2 separate regions of the Mus musculus genome follow, and region 2 is linked to region 1. Evidence: chromatin contacts called from public HiChIP or PLAC-seq data. All regions are on one chromosome and are shown on one strand. The core of a region is the stretch at or near the end of the contact, and the rest is flanking DNA. Distances in the headings are between cores, read along the strand shown.

Region 1 (4,860 bases), core at 1,490-3,989:
GTGTCCGCCAGGGGGCGCCGCTGGACCTCAGAGCACCAGCTCCTCCTCTTTGCTCAGATTCGGCTTTATTCGGCCACAATCGGAACTACCCGGCTGGACCCGACTGTTCTTTAAGGCTCGGAAAAAATCGTCTCCATTCGGTTCTTCTCGGCCGTACTCGGCTGGATTCAATTCTGTTCGGTTTGCTCGGCTGGAATAGATTCTAGCGCTTTTCGGATATGCTCGGCTCCTCCCCTTACTAGGCTTCCACGGTTTGGGCCCTGGAACTCTGCCTACTTTCTGGGGTGCTGAGGATTGGAGGAATACACTCTGCTCCCCAGCCAGGCTTGGACTGCCTGCTGAGGTACTGGTGCTGGGTGCTGGGGCGCGCGCTGACTCCCTCCAGGAGATGGCGACCTCCTACCTATCTGTTTAGACCTTAACTCGGTAATGACCTTGAACTCCAACTGTGATTTACCATTCACAGTTTACACAGGGCTGCCTTCTGGCGTCAGTAAGTCATTGTCCTGCCTCCTGGGAGAAAGGGCAGGAATGAGCAGAGAAACAAACACTTATATTGTAGGACTCTGGCCTTAGACCTGGTTCTGGCTTTTTGTGTCCGGGTATACATTTACTGGCAAAGGCTGTGAAAGAGTATAAGAAGGTATCCACTGGTGGGTGTGCGGAGAAAAGTGGGTGCACACCTCTGCATACTGGGCTTAACCAAAGTAGCAAGATACCCTTTGGTTGGCTGTTCCCAGACACTCATACAATCCTGGACTCTTCAAGATCGTTCGGCCCAGGGTTATTAAGACCCAGAGAAATGTCAAGCACACCTTTAATCCCACCACTGGGGAAGCCGAGGTGGTCAGAACTCTATGAGTTCATGGCCAGCCTGGTCTAGAGAGTGAGTTCCAGGACAGCCAGGACTACACAGAGAAACCTTCATATCAGCCCCGCCCCTGCTTCCCCTCCAAAGACTCGGGGAATTAGGGACTTACCCAATGTCATGAAGTTAGAAAGAAGACATGGGACAGAGCCATAGTCTGTCTGTTACTCCAGAGCTGGACTTCATGTCTCAAGTCTACCTGATGTGCCTGGACGCCCTCGTGTCTGAGGTCAGTAGCCGGCAGCCTCTGGTTTGCTAGGGCCGGATGAGCAGCCTTGTCCCTGTATAGTTCGGTGCGGAGTGTAGTGGGGTGCACAGTGCTAGGCACACAGCCTTCTGCACTACTGTGCCCTTCGCCTGCTTCTCCCTGACCGTCCATCTTTTCTTTCATCCATCTTCCCGGCCTTCTTCCCAGAGATCTGAGACTGCCTGGTGCTGTTCCCACCCCCGGGGCCGCTGACTCAGCCCTTTGCTCTGGTGGCTGCAGCTTGAAGCGGGTAGCCTCTCTGCAGGTCTGGCTCTGTGCCTCAAGAATGCTGCTCCGGCAGGGCCACACAGAGCCATGCCAGTGTGAGCTTTGTGGTGGCCCTTATAGGGCTATCATCCCCCTCTCTGCTTTCTTCTGCCAATGTATTCCTGACTGGACCTGAGAACTCCAAGTCATTTTGGGAGGCAGCACCAGACTAGAAGAATCTGGCGTCCTCTCAACTTGGATTTCGCTCTGCTATGTGACCTTGTACCAAAGGCTTGATCTCCCTGGGCCACAATGTCCCTGATTAAGGGATGGGATTAGATCATCTCTGAGGCTCGTTCCAGGCCTAGTCTTGCTGTTGGATTGTCTGCCTAAATGCCCAGGAAGCCTGAACCCAGAGACAGCCCTGTCAAGGACCCTAAGAAATAGGGCTGGTATACTTTTTTATTTTTTATTGAAGTCCCAGACCTAAATCTATCCCCTAAGCAGTGGGCTAGAGAGTAATACCACTGCCAAGACCCTCTAGCTGCTAACCTGGAGAGAGGCTGGAGGTGGGGCTAGGAATAATAAATCTAAATACTTTTGAGGACCAAGGTTCCCCAGAGAGGTGAAACCTAGCTCAGGCAAGGAGGTATCCAGCAAAACTGAAATAACAGGTCGCCAAGGGTGAGGGACATTTTACAGGAATTGCACAGGGTTTCCGACCTCCAGGAAACCAGGGCTAGGAGCCAGGGCGGTGGTCTTTGCTAAACATTCCCCAGTTTGCCCAGGAGGAAACTGAGGCAGGGTTTTGCCTAGTCCCAGGGCACACAGGCTGCCTCCCCCAGCTCCACCTTGAACATGTTGGGGGTTATACTTCTGTAAGGGAGCTGGCTTTAGGAGAGTCAGTGAAGGCAGGATTCCAGGTGGGGAAGAAGGAATAAGCCATCTTTGGTCCAGCATGAATGGTAGGGGCAGAATCCCTGAACACCTCCGGCAGGAGAGGCAATGCTCGACCATGTTGCTGGGTGTTAGGACCAGGATTTATACCTATGGAGGATGGGTACCAGTGGCTCATGCCACTCAGTCTCTGTAGCTCTTGGCAGATGGCTCTTGGGCTCAGACTAGATCCGGGCTGCCTCCCTTTTCCTGAGTAATGCAGAGCCCCGCCCCCTCTCGTGCAGCCTCCAATTTCCAGGCGGAGTCTTTCTAGGCTCTTGATGCTCGTCCTGTCTAACTCCCAGGGCATTTGACTCAAACAGGTCCCCAGCGCTGGGCCAGGGCCACAGATGCCCAAGGATGTTAAAGATCCAAGTCTCCCAGTACCTCCGAGGCAGAGCCCCAGGCTGGAGGGGCGGGAGCAGGAGGAGGGGACTGGGAAGCCAGCTCAGCGTGCTCCCTCCTCCCTCCCTCCCTCCCTCCATCCCTCCGCCCTCCTAGCTCAGTCGTAGGCCTAGGGGTCGGGCCTGCAACAAGTTATCATCACAGACATGGGCCAAGGAGCCAGAGGCCGTCCGGGGTCTGTGAGTTGAGCTTGAGGCCGCAGGATGAGGGTGAGTGGCTGGTGGCCTCTCTTCTTCTGACTGGGATGGGGGTTGGGGTCACAGTCTGAGATTCCTCTGTTCCCCTCTTTCTGGCAAGCACATAGCTCTTTCCCTCTCGCCTAGCCAGCTCATTTGGAAGATCTGCCACCCTGCACTGCTGGCCACCCTGCACTGCTTCTGGTGTTTACCTGCCCCTGCAGGGACTTCCTCACCACCCACCCACCCCCAGCCACTAAGCCCCGCCCATCTGGATGATAAGGTCGGTAGCCCAGCCTCCCACCAAGAGGCTCTGGCATTTTAGGTGAGGTGGTGGGGACCGGCAAGACCCCTCTATGGTTGGTGTGACCCCCACACTTGGTACTGCCTGGCCCCTCTCCTAGCACCCAGCCAGGGATCCCAGCTGCAGTTAGTCCTGTTTCTAGGGAGAGGGCCCTGCTTCCTGCTTCCTGCCCCAAAGCTCCAGTTCTGTGTCTCTGAGCATCTGACTCCCAAGGGACCAGACCGGTAGGAAACAAAAATGTCTCCAAACCATGCTGACTCTCCGGAAGTTCTTTGCCTTTCAAGCCATAGACTCTAGAGTGAGGTCTATACAGGAAGAGGAAGGAATGGGCACTTTGAAGTCTTTGACAAACTGGGCAGTTTCCCCCGAGTGTAAGTCGCCCATATTGCCTGGCAAGGAAGACATGTTGGCGGCTTGTGTGAATGAAAGAGGGGCTAAGCTGCAATCACTAGGTCACATGACCACCAGGTCACGTGTTTGTGAGTTATTCGGATTTCCTTCACAGGGTGGGCACATCTATGGTCAGAATAAAGTATGTGTGTGTGTGTGTGGGGGGGGGGTGTTGCTGCGACCTGTAGTTGAGAATAGGCGTGGAGTTGGTCTCTGAGGGAATTCCCTGCCTGTGGAGCAGAACTAGCAGGCCCCAGCAGTATGATCATTCCAGAAAGGGGGTGTCTATGAAGACACCTCCTGTTGTCACCCCAATCCCTAGAGAGAAGGCTCTGAGCTTCTGTCCCTTTAAAACATAGTCCCTCTTCATAGCCTTTCAAGAAGTAATCATTTTACCTTCTCAGCCTGTATTAACCACAGAAAAATATTTTTGAATTTGTACTAAATGTTAAGAGGAACAAAAAGGAAATAAACAAAGAGACGCCAAGAGGTGTAAAAACCAGTCTGGTTTCAATAGCAGTTTCTGATCTGTGATCATCGGGTAGTGCCAGCCCCCGAGCCTGTCACCACCTCAAAGGGCCCACTGCAGGCTTCCGGCCCACCGAGCCAGCTCCTCTGGTGTCCGGCCTACTTCCTGCCCTAGTCTGGAAACTGGAGACCTCATCATATTCAAGGCCCGAGATGGAACATTCCCATTTCTGATTCCTTTCAATGTCCAGGTGCTTTCTGTTCACCCCCCTTAATTTCAATTTACCACCTCAGTGGCTGATTGGTAGGCCTGTCATGATTGACACAACCACCTTCGAATCACTTGGCCCCTGGGCAAGAGTGGGTTGTTAACAACACAGAGATGCCAGAAGGATGAGCCCTGCTAATAAGCCTTATGCTGTACTAAAGGGGACACCTTGTTCTTCAAGAGGGAGACCTCTTGCTTCTGTGCAGAAGTGGCCTGCAGGATCTACAATGCTCTCAGGGACCCTAGCTCCTGACATCTCCTATGGTGCTTGCCAGAGGTGGTGGGAGCCGAGGTCAGCAAACAGCCTTTAGAGATGAGAGGGTCAAAGAGTCATTCTCCATTTCCCTGGCTAGCCATGTGGATATCTGACATCTTCCTTGGTGCCCCAATGAAGGCCTGGGAACCTGGTTTGTGCCATCTGAGGGTCTCCACGGGGCCTTCATCCTTCCCAGGCCATGTGGCAGTGGCCACAGTAGACAGATACCAGGAGGCTCGATGGCCAGTCTAATGCCCTCCCCCAGGCTTGCTTCCCAGATGGCCCCAGACTCTGTTACCAGAGGTCCTTCCCTACTCCCCTAGAAACACTGGGTC
Region 2 (4,860 bases), core at 986-3,485, 35 kb after region 1:
GAGCTTGCTGGGCCCACAGCTGTGGAGCTTCCTGAGTGTTGGCAGAGGTAGTGGGTAAGGCCTTCCTTCTGCCTCAGCACAGGTCAAAGGCGTCACATGGCTGGAGGGAGCGCCATGTTGGCTCCTGTTTCTCTTCCACATCAGTGCCATTGTAGGAAGCCACCTTCATGCCTTCACCCCCACCCTAATGGCCTCTGAGATTTCTGCTCTCACAGACAATCAATATAAGAATTTAGGGGGCTTGGATTTCTAATGCATGAACATTTAGGGGCACATTCACGCCCTGTCAAGGAGAACTGGCTTTTATCCCAAGTCTTCATGGATACCTTCCTGTGTGTCAGTCCTCACCCCAGGCTCAGGCAAGAACTGATAAGACCCTATTCCAGTCTGTCTATGAGGTTCTCCCACCCTACCCCAGACAGCTCCTCTGCAGGAAGTCTGGAGCCCTGATATAGCTATAAGGATGCGGCCATGCGGATGCCATGGGTCCAGGGATGAGTCTGTAGCTTGGTGGGCTGATAGGAGGTGGGAAGTAGTTGGAGGAGGTAGGTCTCTGGGAACATGCCTTGGACACATATCCTGTCCTCAGCCTTCTCCCCTTTCCCCACTTCCTGCTTGACAAGTCAGGGAGCAGCTTTGTTCTCTTATCATGGTGTTTCACTGTGGCAGATCTAAGACACCAGGGGCCGGGCCACCCAAAAGCCACAAGAAATCTTTCCTCCTTTAAGCTGATTTTGCCTGGGAATTTTGTCACCTCAATGAAACTAAAATAGTAATCCCATTTTACAGATTTGTGAACTGAAGTTCAGCAAGTCCAGGTCACACAGCCGGGGTGACTCTCCCTAGCAATGGCAGCCCACATACCTCCTTTCCTGGCTTGTCTCAATTCTCTTTTTAGGGTTCTTGATTTCACTCTCCAGCATCCCCAGAGTCCTGGGGATTTTGTGTGTGTGCATACGTCCCTCCATATCCCAGACAGGGCACCAACGACAGAGCAAGAAACAGCTCCACTGAAGTCTAGCTTGGTGAGCTAGTGAGTTTCTTGTGCACATTTATGGAGTAAGGGGTTGCTTACATCAGTTTGGGTGACCACCCCCCCAAGCAACTATGTTACTGGGAAGTCACAGCTGAGCATGGATGATGGCATCCCCATAGTTGTATAGATGGAGTCACTTCTTCTTTGGCTAACCTATCCTCTCTAGTGTGTAAGTACCCCTGAGTTCAGTTACACATCGCTAAAGCTGGACCTCAGGGGAGGGGTTCCTGTTACTTCTCTTCCCTTCTTGTGAGGGGATGAACATCAGCAGGTCCAATCGTGTGGCTCTCTTGTGGCAGTTACAGCTGCCCCGATGAAGATGGTAATGGCTGTTATGTCCAGAGAACAGAATTCTTACAACTCCCTTCTTTTCACAAGAGGGCAGAAGCTTGTCATATTTCCCCAAGCCTGGCATTAAAACCAAGATGAAGGGGAGATAGAAACGGGGAGTCCCTGGTCCTGTGATACAATATGTAAATAAACACCCATTCATTTACGGAGAAATTCGTGACTTCATTGTTAAAAATAAAAGCCGTGAACTGAACCCTGCCACCCTATCTCACCGAGAGAGGAAGGATTAGAACTTACAACTCGGAAAGGAAGAAAGTGATAGGAGGGCCACTCATTGGCCATCAAACTGCTTATCAAGCCTTAAAACCAGTCAGTCACCTTTGAATGCTAGCCTAAATAAAGGGCATCTCAGAGACTGAAGTAAAGGGCAGCATGTAGCGGGGGCTGGGGGATGGCTAAAATGGAGATCAGCAAAGAGGACACCTAGACTCTAGGTCCTAGAGGGATGATGTGTCTGTGGGTGGCTTTGGTGTTAGGGTGTGAGCATATGTATGTGTGTGTGTGTGTGTGTGTGTGTGTGTGTGTGTGTGTGTGCATGCGCGTGTGTGCTCATGCGTGAGCAGAAGTCGATGGTGTTAGGGTGGCATGTGTGAGATGTAGCGGGGAAGAGTAGGCAAAGAAGGGCCTGCCCCCTCAGGTTCTGTGCATAGCTAGGTCCCTGTACCACAGTAACTGTGTGAGCGTGTGTGCCACCACATTCAGTGGCTGCCCCTGGGCGTAGGAGGAGATCTTATCAGTGCTAGGTGTGTGTGGAGTTTCAGGCTACCTCATCACCCCCCATCTCTCCACCTCCCATTGGGCCTTGCCCCTCATCCTCTATACAGGAAGTGGGCTCGCCTTGGGTTTCAGTCTGTTGCTGGCCTAGCTGTTGTCTGCTACCTAAGCTGCGGAGCAGGAGATGGCCGTGGACCCAACCTCCAGCAGGACTGCAGGGAACATCTCGACACAACTCCATGTTGCAGCCAGGTGATGCCCCTGTGTGGTCCCCTGGGAGCCCTGGGCACCCCACTACCTCTTGCTGGTCCTCCCAAGGGACAGGGAGCTGGGAGGGGGCGCTCATCTCTAACTTGGTTCCCTTTGTAGTTTGTATCTGGGCTTTGATGATTAACCTTGTCTTAGGATTCCCTGGGGAAGGGGGTAGCCTGGCTGTCATGGTTTCTCCTTTAAGAATAAACCCCTTCCAATGTCAGGGCACAGTGGCTTCTTCCCAGTCTACTCTGTGGGAAGCTGTGTGCCATTTTCGCTAGGAGGGACTTCCCTGGATCCTGTGTGGGGATGTCTTAGCCCAGAAGGGTGGAGGAAAAGATTTGTAGCTCGTCAGTATTGGGAGGTGGCATGGCGTGTATGGGACAGGTGGGATTCAACGCTGACGCCTGTGGAGTTCATCTCAGCCTGGAGAATTCTCCTTAGTGAGAAAGAGAGAAGGAATCTCCCCCTGGGACCTGGCTGTCCAGTCAGCTATGTTGATTGACAGGTTTCTGAGGGCCCTAGGCTGGAGGTCAGAGGTAGAGTTCTAGCTTAGATTTGTCTCTGACATTACCGAGTGGCTAGAGAGGTTAAGGACATCGCCAGGCATGGGGCTCCGTCTCCGAGGCTGCCTGAGGTAGGAGCTTCCCACCGTTAGCTGTGTTTACAGTACTTCAGGGCCAAGGTGGGTGGCTGAGGAAGGCAGAACTACCTTTGAAGGTCCCCTTTCTTTCACACACTCCTCAGCTGAACTGAACAGCAAGAGGTGAACAGTGGTGTGTGTGTGTGTGTGTGTGTGTGTGTGTGTGTCTTTGTGAATGTGTGTGTCTCTGGAGAGGTGGCCAGAGAAAGGATCTCTGAGGTCAAAGGCCACCAGATCTGACAGACAAGCTCTTGCTTGCCGTCCGTCCTCCCTCAGTCGACCCTGTACCTCACAGACCTGTGAGGCCTTGGACTGCCCCAGCACTGGAACCTTTATCCTGGGAAACAGGCTGCTTTAGGCCCTGATCTTCCCATAGGGAAGGAGCAGTCAGTCACAGAACCTGCTCTTGTGCTGTGAGACCTCTCTGTGACATGTGTGGGTCAGTCTGACGCAGGGAGTGTGACACGACTGTCACTCATGGCTGACCCTCCTCCTCCGTCAGCATCACCACTGTACTGGAAATCAGGTGACCCAGTTAGAGCAGCCTGGGTCTGTGGGATGACAGACCTTTTCAGGGCCTCAGCGGAGACATATATGAGTCAGGGAGATGAACGTCTGGTGGTTGCGAAGGGCATACGTGGGTGAGCCTCAGGGGGACAGTGCCTGGGACTCTGAGATTCTTGGGCTGTACTCACTCTGCCCGAGGCTGGCCTTGTGCTGTGTGGTTTTGGAGTGGTTTTCTTAGTCTCCCAGAGATTCAGTTTCCCTCTTGCCGAAGGAAGCTGCAACCACCATGACTGCTTGAAGCTACCCTGCCCCCCAGCCTGACCCTTCCAGAACCTTCCATATGCTCTTCCGTCTAACCCTGTCCATGATGGGTGGATGCTTTTGTGCCTCTTCAGCCAGGGGTGGGGAGCAGGTTTGAGTGCCTTTTCTTAGGCATTCTCTGTTTTTGGCTGTGGCTTGTGGCCCGGCTATAATCTTGCCTCTTTCATTCCTCTTCCTCTCCCCCAGGGTTATGCCCTCCCTCACCCCAACCCCACGCCATCATGAGGCTGCTCAGATGTCTGGGTCCGACCTGGCTTGCTGCCTTATTGAATGAACACGTAGAGTGCTTCAGATCCTGTTGGGCTCACAAGGGGCTGTGGAAGGCCCCTTGCTTGGGCTGAACCTGTTAGGGCTCCCTTTCTACCCAAGCACCTGCGGGGAGTTGATCTTCCAGGGAAGGGAGGTCTGGGGTGGAACCCCAGTTCCGTAGACTTGGTCCTGGGATCCTTGGTCTCCTTGTCTGCCTAGCAAAGACACCAAATAGCTGCTGAGCTGCCAGGCAGCATAGAGTAGCTGGAAGTATGAGGGCCTGGGCACAAGGCCTGGGCAGTGTTTGATGAACATACCCGGCAAACACTGTCACCGGGCCGCCACCCATCACTTGCTGTCCCACAAACCCTTCAGTGCATGACATTTATTGAGGGCCTCCTGTGTTCCGAGGTCAGTGGTTTGGAGTGGGCACACTGCCTTGGCAGTGTGGTAGGTGACAAGCCAGAGGGATGGAAGGCAACCCAAGGTAGATTGTCCTTCCTTCATGGGGGAGACCAGGGCGAGTGCCACAGAACCAGCAGAAAAGAGAATGAGAAATGGGATACCAGGAGCCTTGGGTGCAATGTGGGAAGGACAAGTCCAGGGAGGCTTTTAGAGGTCCAGACCAAAGCCACCAGCTTATGTGGACTGCAAGAACCACCTAAGGCAGGCCACGGTCTTGCCTTCCATGCTCCTCAGGGCTGAAGTGGGTGCTCTTGGTAGCCCTGTGATAGGTATTCATTTGGAGATCAGAGACCCAGGAATGAATGGAATCCAAATGTCCTTG

What was found. HiChIP or PLAC-seq counts read pairs in DNA pulled down with a chosen protein or histone mark.
Region 2: an H3K27ac HiChIP or PLAC-seq map of CD8 T cells shows a contact between it and region 1, with 26 times the contacts expected there. The contact joins the promoter of Il2rb here to the promoter of C1qtnf6 in region 1. A contact is called at or near these places in 2 of 39 promoter capture datasets (HPC-7-derived erythroid cells and frontonasal cranial neural crest), 3 of 15 datasets of contacts at CTCF or cohesin (CD8 T cells, the NIH/3T3 cell line and stem cell-derived epiblast-like cells), 16 of 484 Hi-C or Micro-C datasets (B cells, CD8 T cells, the N1E-115 cell line and 8 more), 13 of 115 datasets of contacts at active chromatin or transcription factors (CD8 T cells, Th17 cells, effector CD8 T cells and 6 more) and 4 of 9 other capture datasets (adipose tissue, liver, macrophages and 1 more).

The regions. Positions count from the first base shown.
Region 1 is chr15:78,527,530-78,532,389 of GRCm38.p6, reverse strand. It overlaps C1qtnf6 (C1q and tumor necrosis factor related protein 6), which reads left to right and starts at 2,739. Exons shown (of 3, transcript NM_028331.5): 1 at 2,739-2,872. The coding sequence starts at 2,867.
Region 2 is chr15:78,492,441-78,497,300 of GRCm38.p6, reverse strand. It overlaps Il2rb (interleukin 2 receptor, beta chain), which reads left to right and starts at 2,235. Exons shown (of 10, transcript NM_008368.4): 1 at 2,235-2,353.